4 separate regions of the Mus musculus genome follow, and regions 2, 3 and 4 are each linked to region 1. A link is a contact called in public HiChIP or PLAC-seq and promoter capture Hi-C data. All regions are on one chromosome and are shown on one strand. The core of a region is the stretch at or near the end of the contact, and the rest is flanking DNA. Distances in the headings are between cores, read along the strand shown.

The links. Promoter capture Hi-C pulls out the DNA fragments that hold promoters and counts their contacts. HiChIP or PLAC-seq counts read pairs in DNA pulled down with a chosen protein or histone mark. Capture Hi-C pulls out chosen DNA fragments and counts their contacts.
Region 2: a promoter capture Hi-C map of pre-B cells shows a contact between it and region 1, with 5 times the contacts expected there. The contact joins the promoter of 1700065D16Rik here to the promoter of Pxylp1 in region 1. A contact is called at or near these places in 1 of 39 promoter capture datasets (pre-B cells) and 1 of 484 Hi-C or Micro-C datasets (CD4 T cells).
Region 3: a FOXA1 HiChIP or PLAC-seq map of pancreatic cancer cells shows a contact between it and region 1. The contact joins the promoter of Nmnat3 here to the promoter of Pxylp1 in region 1. A contact is called at or near these places in 3 of 39 promoter capture datasets (hippocampal neurons, liver and pre-B cells) and 2 of 115 datasets of contacts at active chromatin or transcription factors (pancreatic cancer cells and stem cell-derived neural progenitor cells).
Region 4: a promoter capture Hi-C map of adipose tissue shows a contact between it and region 1, with 4 times the contacts expected there. The contact joins the promoter of Copb2 here to the promoter of Pxylp1 in region 1. A contact is called at or near these places in 3 of 39 promoter capture datasets (cranial neural crest, hippocampal neurons and pre-B cells), 1 of 115 datasets of contacts at active chromatin or transcription factors (large pre-B cells) and 1 of 9 other capture datasets (adipose tissue).

Annotation. Positions count from the first base shown.
Region 1 is chr9:96,888,052-96,890,751 of GRCm38.p6, reverse strand. It overlaps Pxylp1 (2-phosphoxylose phosphatase 1), which reads left to right and starts at 1,278. Exons shown (of 6, transcript NM_001289647.1): 1 at 1,278-1,393.
Region 2 is chr9:95,856,552-95,859,251 of GRCm38.p6, reverse strand. It overlaps 1700065D16Rik (RIKEN cDNA 1700065D16 gene), which reads left to right and starts at 1,370. Exons shown (of 2, transcript NM_001271569.1): 1 at 1,370-1,745. The coding sequence starts at 1,496. It overlaps Atr (ataxia telangiectasia and Rad3 related), which reads right to left and starts at 1,655. Exons shown (of 47, transcript NM_019864.1): 1 at 1,469-1,655. The coding sequence starts at 1,527.
Region 3 is chr9:98,295,203-98,297,902 of GRCm38.p6, reverse strand. It overlaps Nmnat3 (nicotinamide nucleotide adenylyltransferase 3), which reads right to left and starts at 1,333. Exons shown (of 5, transcript NM_144533.3): 1 at 923-1,333. Gm46126 (a long non-coding RNA gene) reads left to right here. Exons shown (of 2, transcript XR_001779264.2): 2 at 524-706.
Region 4 is chr9:98,562,332-98,565,031 of GRCm38.p6, reverse strand. Copb2 (coatomer protein complex, subunit beta 2 (beta prime)) reads right to left here and starts at 1,301. Exons shown (of 22, transcript NM_015827.2): 1 at 1,209-1,301. The coding sequence starts at 1,211. It overlaps 4930579K19Rik (RIKEN cDNA 4930579K19 gene), which reads left to right and starts at 1,421. Exons shown (of 1, transcript NR_029444.1): 1 at 1,421-2,572.

The sequences.
Region 1 (2,700 bases), core at 29-2,528:
TGCTTTGGGCTAGTGTGGATGGAGTTGTCTGTCATCTGCAGCCTGTGTGACTTGTGAAGGAGTGGAACTTGGAATTAGAGCAGAACTGTCAAGAGTCCGTGGCGAGAAGGAAGAGTCTGTGTTGGATAGGATGCCTGGACTGTGGTGGTCCTTGAGGGCCAGCCCAAGTAGGAATTTAACGGGGAGTGAGATTTCATGCTCACGTATTGGAGAAAGCTGTCGCTAGTACTGAAGGGATAAGCAGGCTGAAGGTGGTGTTGAGCCTGGGTAATTGGGTGAGAGGGATAGTAACTAGTGTCCTCAGGCAAGTGCCAGCTGGCCATCAAGGCATTGAACAGAGAAGGCATTCCAGATGGCTGGACCATGGGGGTAAATGGAATGCAGGCTAGGGAAGTAGAATCTAGCTGATTTGAGGGGAGAAATTGGAGGTAAAAATATGGATAAAATATAAAGTGTTTTGATTTAGTCACTATCGAATGAGTTAGGGAAAATCAAGTGATGCGCTACCCTCAAAACCGCACCTCTTTTGCAGTTGAGAGAGGCACAAGGGTGTCACTGTAGTCCCAGAACTGACAACAAAGGCAATCTCACAATTGTGGTTGGTGAGATCCTTTTTTACAGCATTTGAAACAACAACAACAAAAGACCCACAAACACAGCTTTATAGAACGAGTGCTGCGCGGGTCTTTGGCTGGCAGCCCTGGGGTCATGCAGAAACGCCCCCGTGACACAGCCACGACCTCTCAAGGGTGGATGCCTGCAGGCCTTTAGGGACAAAACTACTGCCAGGTCTAGAGTAGACACAGGCCGGATGTGGCCCGCGCCGGAAGAGAAGCGCGGGACAGGCGCTTGGGTGGAGGTGGCACGGTGGCTAGGATATGCCAGTTTTGAGTCCACGAGGCACCGCAGGACCCACATCCGCAGCTAGATCCGCGGCGCGGAGTTAGGCACGCAGTCACAAAGCACCCTAGCCAAGGCTGGGACGGGTCCAGGGCAGTGTCCTGGGGCCATGGCACCCTCCCGGGTCCTAAGTCCGGCATAGGGAGGAGCATAGGCCCTGTGCGCTCCGAGTGCGCGCGCTTTCCCGGACCCGGACGGCGCGACCGGAGCCTGTCTGGATGACTGTTTGGACACTCCAGGCCATGTGTGCCTCCAAGGCCCGGGATGCGGGTCGCCGCAGCCTGCTGGTCCCGCACGGCCGCCTGCGGGGCGGAGCTCCAGGGCGCCCTGAGCGCGTCGGGCCGGGCAGGGACCCGGCGGTCCCGGTAGGGGGCGCTGCGGAACCCCGAGTTTGGCGGCCTGCGCGCGCCACCGCCGCCTGCACTCCCGCCAGGAGGAGCTGGCTGCGGGTGGAGATCCCTACGCACAGCGACGGAGGCCGGGACCGTAGGCGGTGAGTGTGGTGCGCGCCGGGTCCCAGCGGTTGTGAGGCTTCTCGCAAGGCGGGCTTGTGTCTAGGGTCTTGGGGGGCGACCCCGGAGAGGTGTCCGCGATGCCAAGATCCGGAGGCAGGGGCGGGCTTCCAAGCAGCGGGTGTGAGCCCTGCCACCAAGCTCTTTCCCTTATCTACGCGCTCCCCAGTTGCCACCTCTCCCCATACCCTCCCCGCGTTGGAGAGGGGTCCCTGCCCTCCGATCCGTCTCCCCTTTCTCAGCCCTGCACCCTAGAAGCCTGCCCGCACACCCCCTTTTCTCCCTCAAGCCCTCCCACGCCTACCTCCTCCTGGTTGCCTGCCGCTCGCCTCTCCCTCCCAGCTCTGCTCCTACGGTCCCCGCCGCCACCCCAGCGGGGTCCCATTCTGCCTAGGCGCTCCTGCTGAACGACTCAGCGGGAATCTGAGCTCCGGGGTCCCCCTTCTCCCGGCTGTCCCATAGCTGCAGTGTCCAGGTAAAAAGGGGCTGCAACTTCAGGGCCTGCCCCGGGGGTGGGGCTGGTGCTTCGCCAGCTACCTGCTGCCTGCGGCGCAGGAACCCTGGGCCCAGCCCAGGGCCACTTCACGCGTGCAGGTTATGCTTGCTCAGTGTTCTGTTTAGGACAGTGTGGTTACTTCTTTGCTTGCTTTTGCTTGGTGAACTTGGATAGGTTGCGATTTCTTAAAAAGAAGCCGGCTTTGCTACCCACAAATATGGAGCAGGTTTTCTTTGCTGCTGTGACTGGCTGTCAGTAGTACCTGTGGATCGGGGAAGATTTAGCTATGCTGGGGAAATGGAGCCACATCCCCACTCTCTCACCACAGCTCTGGGAACGTAACTGTCCCCTCTAGGGTGGGCCCGTGTCTTTGTGGAAAGGCAAGGATGCTTCCTAAACATTCAACAGGTAAAAACCAGTTAGGAATCTGGATCAGATCTGGTGTGGATAGGGAAATGTGGGATGAGTGAGTGATCAAGGAGGGGCTCTGGGAGAGTTCCATGGCTTAGGGACATTTGTTGCTCTTTGCGGCAAGTCCCAGGCTGGACCCTGACTATGGACTAGACAGTGATGAGCCCAGCCTACCCTCTGGAACTGTCGGTCGGGCTTGGCACCAGCCCCCTCCTCAGAGGTGTTGGTGCCCTGTGGTGACATCTGTGGGAAGAGGATTTAAAGCAGATGGCTTGGAAAGCCTCATGGTCCCCGGAGAGAAGTGGAGATGGCATGGTGACAGCCCAGCGTGTGCGTTCACCCCTTCCCTTCTGGGGTCTTTCATTAAATCTTAGATTAAAT
Region 2 (2,700 bases), core at 121-2,620, 1.0 Mb after region 1:
AGTGAGCCTCTTGTCTTGGCCTCCCAAGTCATCTCACCAACTTCCTTGTGTGGTTTGGATTTGTCTCCCTTACTTTTAATCATATCAAACATCTGTGTTTTCCTTTACTTATTAGCTATTTTATATTCTCTCTGGAGAAAAATCTCAATTTCCTTATTCATTTTTTTCATCAAACTTTTTTATTGTTGAATTATGTAAGTTTTTAATATATTAATAGCTGTTAAACTTAAAATTTTAATCATTTTAAAAAGTCTGTATGCGCATGTGAGATATATATGTATGTATGTACATATGAATATAGGTTCTTGTGCCACGGTACATGAGTTAAGGACAGGGAACAACCTCAGGTGTTGGTCCCTGCCTTCCAGAATTTCAGTGATGACAAAATTTGTATTATCAGTTTTCCAAAATCACTTTATCTCATATACTTTTAGACAGAAATTACTAAATTCAAATTTTTAATGATTTTTTTTTTTGCTCCCACAAAGTCTATTTGCCACATTCATGCAAAGTAAAAAAACAAACATACAAACAAAAAAACCCTTCAGACAGTACAAAAGTGGTCTTTTCATTTATCCTCTAATTTAGGTTTTCGGTTTTTGGTATGGCCAACAGGAGGAAATGAACATCGCTGCGGTGCAAAACTAAAAGGAAACTGATAGCTCACAGACTTAAGGTCAGCACTAACTCTACGTGCAAACTTTCCAGCCTGAGAGAACCGACTTGAGAACTCAATGGCTGCGGTGTCCTGACAGAGGAAAACCTAGAGCGCAGAAGGGGCGTGGCAAGCGCTAATTTCTGATTGGAACCCGGTTCTCCTTTGACTCTCGAGGTTGACAGAAACAAGGGGTTTGCTTCCCCCCACCCCCTTTTTTCTCTTGTCTTTGTCTTTCCAGAGGCAAGGTCTCACTATTTAGTCCTGGCTGGCCTAGGGGCACCTCTGCCACCCAAATTCTGGGATTGAAGGCGGCGAGCCTCAAAGAGGCAACTGCAGATGAACACCAACGCGTGTTTTAGTTTGGGGGACGCTGTGCACGTTGGACTCCGTGGACCCGTGGCCAGTCCCGGGGACTTCCGACTAGAGTAGCGGGCTGGCCGACGCTCGGCCTCTCTCGGAGGAGAAACCGCCGCGCTTCCCTCAGAAGCGGGGCCGTGATTCCCAAACAAAACCTCAGCCAATGGATTCCGTCAACAACGACCAAAGGACCAGGACCCGGGGGAAGTTTTCGGGAAGCAAACGAGTGTGGTAAGATGGCCAGAAGAGACCCTTCTCGAGGCCAAGCGGGAAGCAGCTCGCGTGGACTGGCTCCCCGCGAGCCGAGCCGCGGCTGCCACGGTCACCCCGGCACGTGGGTCGCCACGGCGCTCCGGCCAACTGCCACTGTGAGGGAGGGAACGGCGGCCACAGGCCGCGGCGCGGGCCGAGGAGACCCGGCGACTCGAAGCTGGCGACGACGCGCGGCCCTACCTGGCCAACTCCCGCAGGGCGGGGATCATGGACGCCAGCTCCAGCCCGTGGTCGCCCATGGTGACACCGAGCGGCTCTCAAAACAGCCGCCGCCGGCGCCGGGCTTCTCCACAGCCGCCTCCGGTGGAGAGGGCGGAGCGTCGACGGAGCCCCGCGAGGTCCAAAATTCTCCTCCCGGAAGCCGCTCTCGGTTGCGGTTGGAACCCTGGGGAAATCCCAGAGGCGACAGGGGCGGAGCCGACAGCGGACGTGCCCGCCCACTTTCCCTCCCAGGCGAGTGCGTGACCTACTCCACGGGTATTTTTTGCTCAAACCTGGATGCTCAGGGAAGCCGTAAGCTAGGATCTGGGTCGGAGAGGGACCTGACGACCCAACAAAGTTAGATATTTCACTATGTTCGAATGGCATATTTAACTAGGTAAGGCCATGCAGTAATCCTTACATTTGCTGTTTAGGACACAAGGGTAATTATTGATACAACCTCCAAAAATAAAATTAAAAAGTGGTGGAATGGCAGCCAGATGCGCTCTGACTGCAAAGCTGTACTTTGAACACCCATCCCTTTGCCCCGTTTCCTTCAGTGATGCCCTGTGACGAGGAACTTTAAGCTGAAGCAAACCTTTTCCTTCCCAGGTCACTTTCCATCATTGTGTTCCATCACAGCAATAGAAACCTAACATAGGACAGGCAACTATGAAAAATAGTGTATCTGCTAAAAAGCAAGAAAAGCTAGCTATTTTGAAATCATGTTGAGAAAGATGACAATAATGACAGAGCTGAGGGCACAGTCCAGTGGAAGAGCACTAACCTAGCTCGTGAGGCTCGGGCACAGAGGACCTAGAGTACTAAACAAACTACAGTTAAACGATTTTAAAAAAGAAGGCATAGTTGCACATGCCTACAATCCCCTTACTTTGGGTATAGAGGCAGAAGGATCAAGAGTTCAAAGCCATCCTTAGCTCTATAATGAGCTCAAGGGCAGTCTGGGATACAGGGGAACCCTGTCTCAAAAAACAAAACAAAACCAAAAGCCACTACCACCACCACCAACAACAACAACAACCCAGTATGTAATTCATCACTGAGTAGCACTGCAGTTCTGAAGTGCAGGACCCCAAACAGCAGAGCTCTGGCAAATCTAATCCAAAAAGCAATTTTTGAAACAATTATTTGTTTTTCACTTTACATTCCAATACCACCCCCTCTCCTCCCAGTGCCGTTGGTGGGCCACC
Region 3 (2,700 bases), core at 84-2,583, 1.4 Mb before region 1:
GCGGGGGGGGGGGGGGGGGAAGCTTACTCTGAGACAGACACCTCAAGTTCAGTCTTGAGGAGCAGAGATACCTTCACCCCTGCTGTGCCCGCTGCTGTCTGAACAGCTCTGGCAGCTGCTTCCCACAAACCCATTTCCTGGTAGTACAAGCAGTCCCATCTTAGAACAGTGGCTTAAGAAACTGCCGAGGCAAATGCCCTGATCAAAAGCAACTCGGGTAGGAAGCCTTTATTTGCCTTGCTCTCCCAACGTCACAGTCCCATTAATGATAGAAATCCAGGCAGGGGCTGAAGCTGAGGCCATGGAGGACCACTGCTTCCTGGCTTGTTCTCCAAGGCTTGCTCAGCCTATTACAACTAAGGACCACCACTGGGGTGGGGGACGTGGGAAAGGGTGTGGTGGAATCCCCCACTGTGGGCTGAGCCCTCCTACATACATCAGTAATCAAGAAAATGCCCCCACACCCTTTTGGTCAGGTTAGTCTAATGGTGGCATTTAAAAACTCCAAGTTCTCTCTTTCCAGATGACTCACTTGTTGACGTCGACTAACTAGGACAGGAACTCGCAGGCACCAGCTCTCTGCAGGACGATCCCAAGGGAACCTCCTTCCCAAGCCTTACTTTATGTCTGGAATTCCGTCATTCACGGGGTAGCTTTAGCTCCAGCAGGTTTTGCTGACGGGAAACGTAATAAAACTTCTCCAGCACCCTGCGCTTTTATTTACTTATCTTAAAAATTATCTCCACAGCTCCTACTAATTTGAACTGTCATACTTTAATGTGTGTGGTTTGCCTTTGCTGGAGGTCTCCTCGCTAGTCTGTGCTCTGCGGGGCAGCACGCTACACGTGACAATCGCTGGAACCCCACTTAGGCCAATAGAAAGAGAACACTGAACAATACGCTGTAATTGTCACACACTTACTTTTAACTGACTGTAAACGTGCTGCAGGGGGGATCCGAACCCGTGTCAGCTCGAGCCAATCGGTCAGAAAAGTGACCGTGGGGCTAGCGTGGTTCTGCGCTCCACAGCCATCTGACTCTGTCGTGCGCGCGCGCGCCCGAGTCGCCGCCCCCGAGAGTCACGTGGGCCTGGTAGGTACGCGGGGACTCAAGGCTTCGTGGACACCCACGCGGGCGAAGCAGGCAGCCAAGGTCGCTGGCTGTGCTTACCTGCGCGTCGCGGGGCTCCGCTCAGAGTCAACAGGGACCGCGGATCTGCTGCTCGACCAGGATGGGTCACCCCGCAGATCGCCCTAAGACTAACTAGTCTTGACCCAGGCTGGGGGCGGAGCCGCGAGTGAACTTGACCTTGCGCTCCCAGCTTCCTGCTGTGGGCGGAACTCCCGGGAGACAGAGCGGAGCTTTGCCCCGCCCCCTCAGCGACCTAAGACCACGCCCCGTGCCCCGCCCCCGCTCTTCAGGTCCTCAGTAGATTGTCATCTGTGGCCTTTCTGCTCTGTGTTTTCATTTTTTACTTTTTTTTTTAGTTTTGTATTCTGTTTGTTTCTTTCATCTAACTTTCACTCTGGTTTTTAAAAGCCTGAATTAAAACCATATCAAGCAATGTATGAACAGTTCTTAAAGTATAAAATAGCTACTTACAATGAAAGAAACAAGCCCCTCCTGTTCTGCTCTACCTAGAGCCCTTTTTCATCAGTCCCTTCCTTGGATGGTCACTTTTTGTCGCAAAAAAAAAAAAAAAAAAAAAAAAAAAGAAAGAAAGAAAGAAAAAGAGCTTACATAGCGATTTCTTGATTTATCTATTGACTTTCTGCCATGTTAGATGAGGATTTACTCTTCCTGGGCCCCTGCTTCCCTCTTCTGACACATTTACACCTCTATTCTCCAGCTCTGCCTTGGTGAGGATAAAGGTTGTGGGGGGATGGGGTTCTGAAGCTGGCACAGTTTGGGGGAGGGGAAAATGGGGGCTATTTTAGAAAGAAAATACAATTAGGACTTTCTGGCAAGTATATTCATTCATACTAAGAAATTGCAACCGAATCCTTGGAGATTCAGGACCTACTCCCGGAGGTCTTTGTGTAATTTAGAACCTTAATTTGCCTCGCTAATGCAGAGTAGTTTCTCAGCCTCCCATAACCCTCTATAACTGCCCAGCCCTCACAAGAAGCTTCACCGTGGCCTGTCAATCCTAATGGAGTGAGTTGCAGGGTGGGGGGAAAAATCAAGGGTGATGTCAAGGCTTGTGAATGCTAAACATTTAAGCTCCCCCCTCCTCCTAGCCACAGTGATAAATCAACTCCTGGGTGGAGAGCTAGCTCTGGACCCAGTTTCTATCCCCAGTCTCCCATGATATTCCCAGGCTCTTAGGAAGGGCCACACCTTTGCCATTAATCAGTATGTGGGCACACAGGTAGCCCCACTAAGAAACCAGGGAAAAGATACCTCCCCACTCAGGCAGTAGACCCTGTGCCCTTTGCGTTTCTTCTGGGAAACTTAGGGTACAATGCACCTCCATAAAGTGACCCCAAGCAAGCAGCTTTACCTACTCAGGTTTCAGTTTCCTTCCCTGTAATCAGTAGAAACAACCCTCTACCTCGATGGCTTTGGAGGAGGTTCAAGCAGCACGATAGTAGCTAAGTGTACAGTGTCCTTTGGATAGTTTCTTACTGATGCCAGCAGCGTAGGTGGTGTGTCACAAAATTTGGAGGCATCTGTGAGCATATGTAGTGTACACACTCC
Region 4 (2,700 bases), core at 52-2,551, 1.7 Mb before region 1:
CCTCAGCTGCAGCGCTCATGTCAGACACATGGTAGTAAGTTTAATTAACACCCAAGGTTTGACTTGTATAACAGGGATAATAATAATATCTCTCTTAGCATTCTGAGAATTAAAATCAGAGTTCAGTTAGAGCAGAGCACGGCTTATAGTAACCACCATAAACATTACTCATAATTATCCACAGGCTGCGGTGACAATCAGCTGGTAAATGTTTAGCAAAATGCAGGACAGTGAAATGCTCCTATGGTGAGTGAGCAAATAAATAAAGTCATGTTTTGTACTTTTTACTCGAGACTTAAAATACAGCCATCTTTTAGTATCTCTGCACATGGTTCCAGTATCCTCCACCAAATCAAAACGCTCACGTTCAGTTATTTAAGTGCTTATAATTTACCCATCACTCCTGGTCATCTCTAGATTAGTTAGAACACCGATACAGGGGTCAAAGTTGTAAAGAGTCGTTGTATACTATGACAGCACATGTTCACACAACAGTTTTCCTCAAATGTCTTCCACCGAAAGCTGGTTCAATGTGTGGGTATGGAACTCACAAACATTGAAGAAGGAAAGTCAATTTTTAATTGACTATTAAAAATATGTCTCAAAACTAAGTTAGGCAGATCTCAGGGCCTTCCCCAAAAAGGTCATCCTCTGTGTGCACAGAAGGCCCAATCAACATCAACTAGAAAACGACGAGCTGGGCTGCCATAGCATTTGAAATTTCACCTCTGGCTCCATATACATTTAACTTTGTTTAGTTCTGGTTTTCCTCTGCTTAAGTTTGCAATGTGGTGCCTGCACACTACCAAACACCTCACGCAACCTGGAAGGTGGGTTAGCAAGCACCACCCTCAATGACAGAATAAAGTGACTTGGTCAAAGTTGCCTTTGGCATCCGAGTCCTGACTCTAGCATTTACTTGCACTACCGGACCCGGTGCAGACTGCAAGGGCACTGACAGGCGCCCTGACCGCCCTGAGAGTCGGGGGCGCCGCTCCTTCGCGGGTACCCAGTTACACTACTGTGTCACCACGGCAGCCTCCCGGTCTGGCCTTCTTCCTCCCAGGACGCCAACGGGACAGGAGGACCCCGTCAGGCCGCAGCAGTAGCAGCGCAGACCGCTTCTAGCTACTGCTCCTAGCCAAGAAGCCCCGGGAACCCGCCGCAGCCGGTGGGCTCCACTCTCTGTCCCCTGAGGCCCGACTTACCATGGCTCCGACTGTCCGAGCGAGCCCCTGCCCGTCACAGGCTCAAGGCGACACACTCAGGAACCCACCGACCCGTGGACCGGCCAACCCACTGACGTGGAACTTCCGGGAAGCGACTCTCGCGGTACTCGGAGCCAGGCTCTGCGCCTGCGCACACCCTCCGTAAGGCGGTCCGTGCATGGTCCCGCCCCAGTTTCCTAGGTAACGCGGACTTCCGCGTCTCCCGCTGCTGAGCTGGCTGATGGAGTGTATTGCTGTGGCCAGAGTTGGGCGGTGACTAGCGGCGGTCTGGGCTGCTCACCTTCGGTCAGTTTCAGAAAGGCAAGAAGATGGAGCGCAGTGCTGGATTCCTGCTGAACGTCGGCAGCAGTGGAGGGGCCCGGAAGCGCTATCCGAACAGCGTGAGCCTCTGGCAGAGAAAAGAAAGCTCTAAAACTGTGTACTCCAGCGGGCTCCGGAACGGGGCCCAGAGCGGTGTCTGGGTCTTGGGTGAAACCGACCGAGGCGGAAAAGATGTGGGCGCGGCTCCCGCCTTTGAGGCTCCGAGGAGCCCTGAGATCTTGGTTCTGGAGGCTCCCGGAGGCAGTCGGGTGATTACCCTTCAAAGAGCATCCACCGGGTCGTTTGTTTGGCTATGTACCTTCAGTTGGTGGTACTGCCACATCACGTAGGAGTCGTCTCCGTTTTATTGATTGGAAATGTAAGACTCAAAGAACTCAGGTTTACTGGCCAAGATGGCATAGTAAGTAGTGTTGTTAAGATCTGGGCTCAGGGGAGAATACGCCCTGGAAGCCCAGTGCTCTATCTGCTATGCCAAAATAGCTCTTTAATAAATTAGTTGAATTTCAAAAAAATGATTGCCAGGAAAAGTGCAAATACATTGTGTATCGATTTCACACACCTTTTAAAAAGATAATGCTATGAAACAAATGGAAGTTGCCCTTAGCTCCTTATAAACCTCTAGTTGGAGAAAAGCCTAGGTTTCCAGAAAGGAATTGTATAGCCTGAGAGAAGTAAGGGTGAGTTTTCATTAGGTAGTGCCTGGCTCTTGGGAGATTTATAGGCCTCAGTTTTTCATATACAAAAAGTCAGATAGTTTTCAAAGATCCATTTTTACTATTCTGTCAGTAAAAACAAATTTTCTCTCAGTAATGAGATTTTTACATAATTGACATGAATAATCACATAATCGCATACTGTAGCGCAACCAATTGCAAGAATTAGTTGAAACTTTTTAAAATGTGAACTATATCTAGTGTGGAGAATAGCTGGGCTTCTATTATTTTTGATTCCTTAATTCTCTTTGCATTTTTAATTTGACACAGTATCAATAAATATAAAATAAAATAACATCTCCATTCCACAGAACCTGTTGATAATACTTAAATCTATATAACACCTGTAGTTTACCTGCTGGAGAGTTAAGCCCCCACCTGCCGTGCTCATTTTGTGTCTCCATCTTTTGCTGCTGCAGGTCAGCAACATCAAGTTC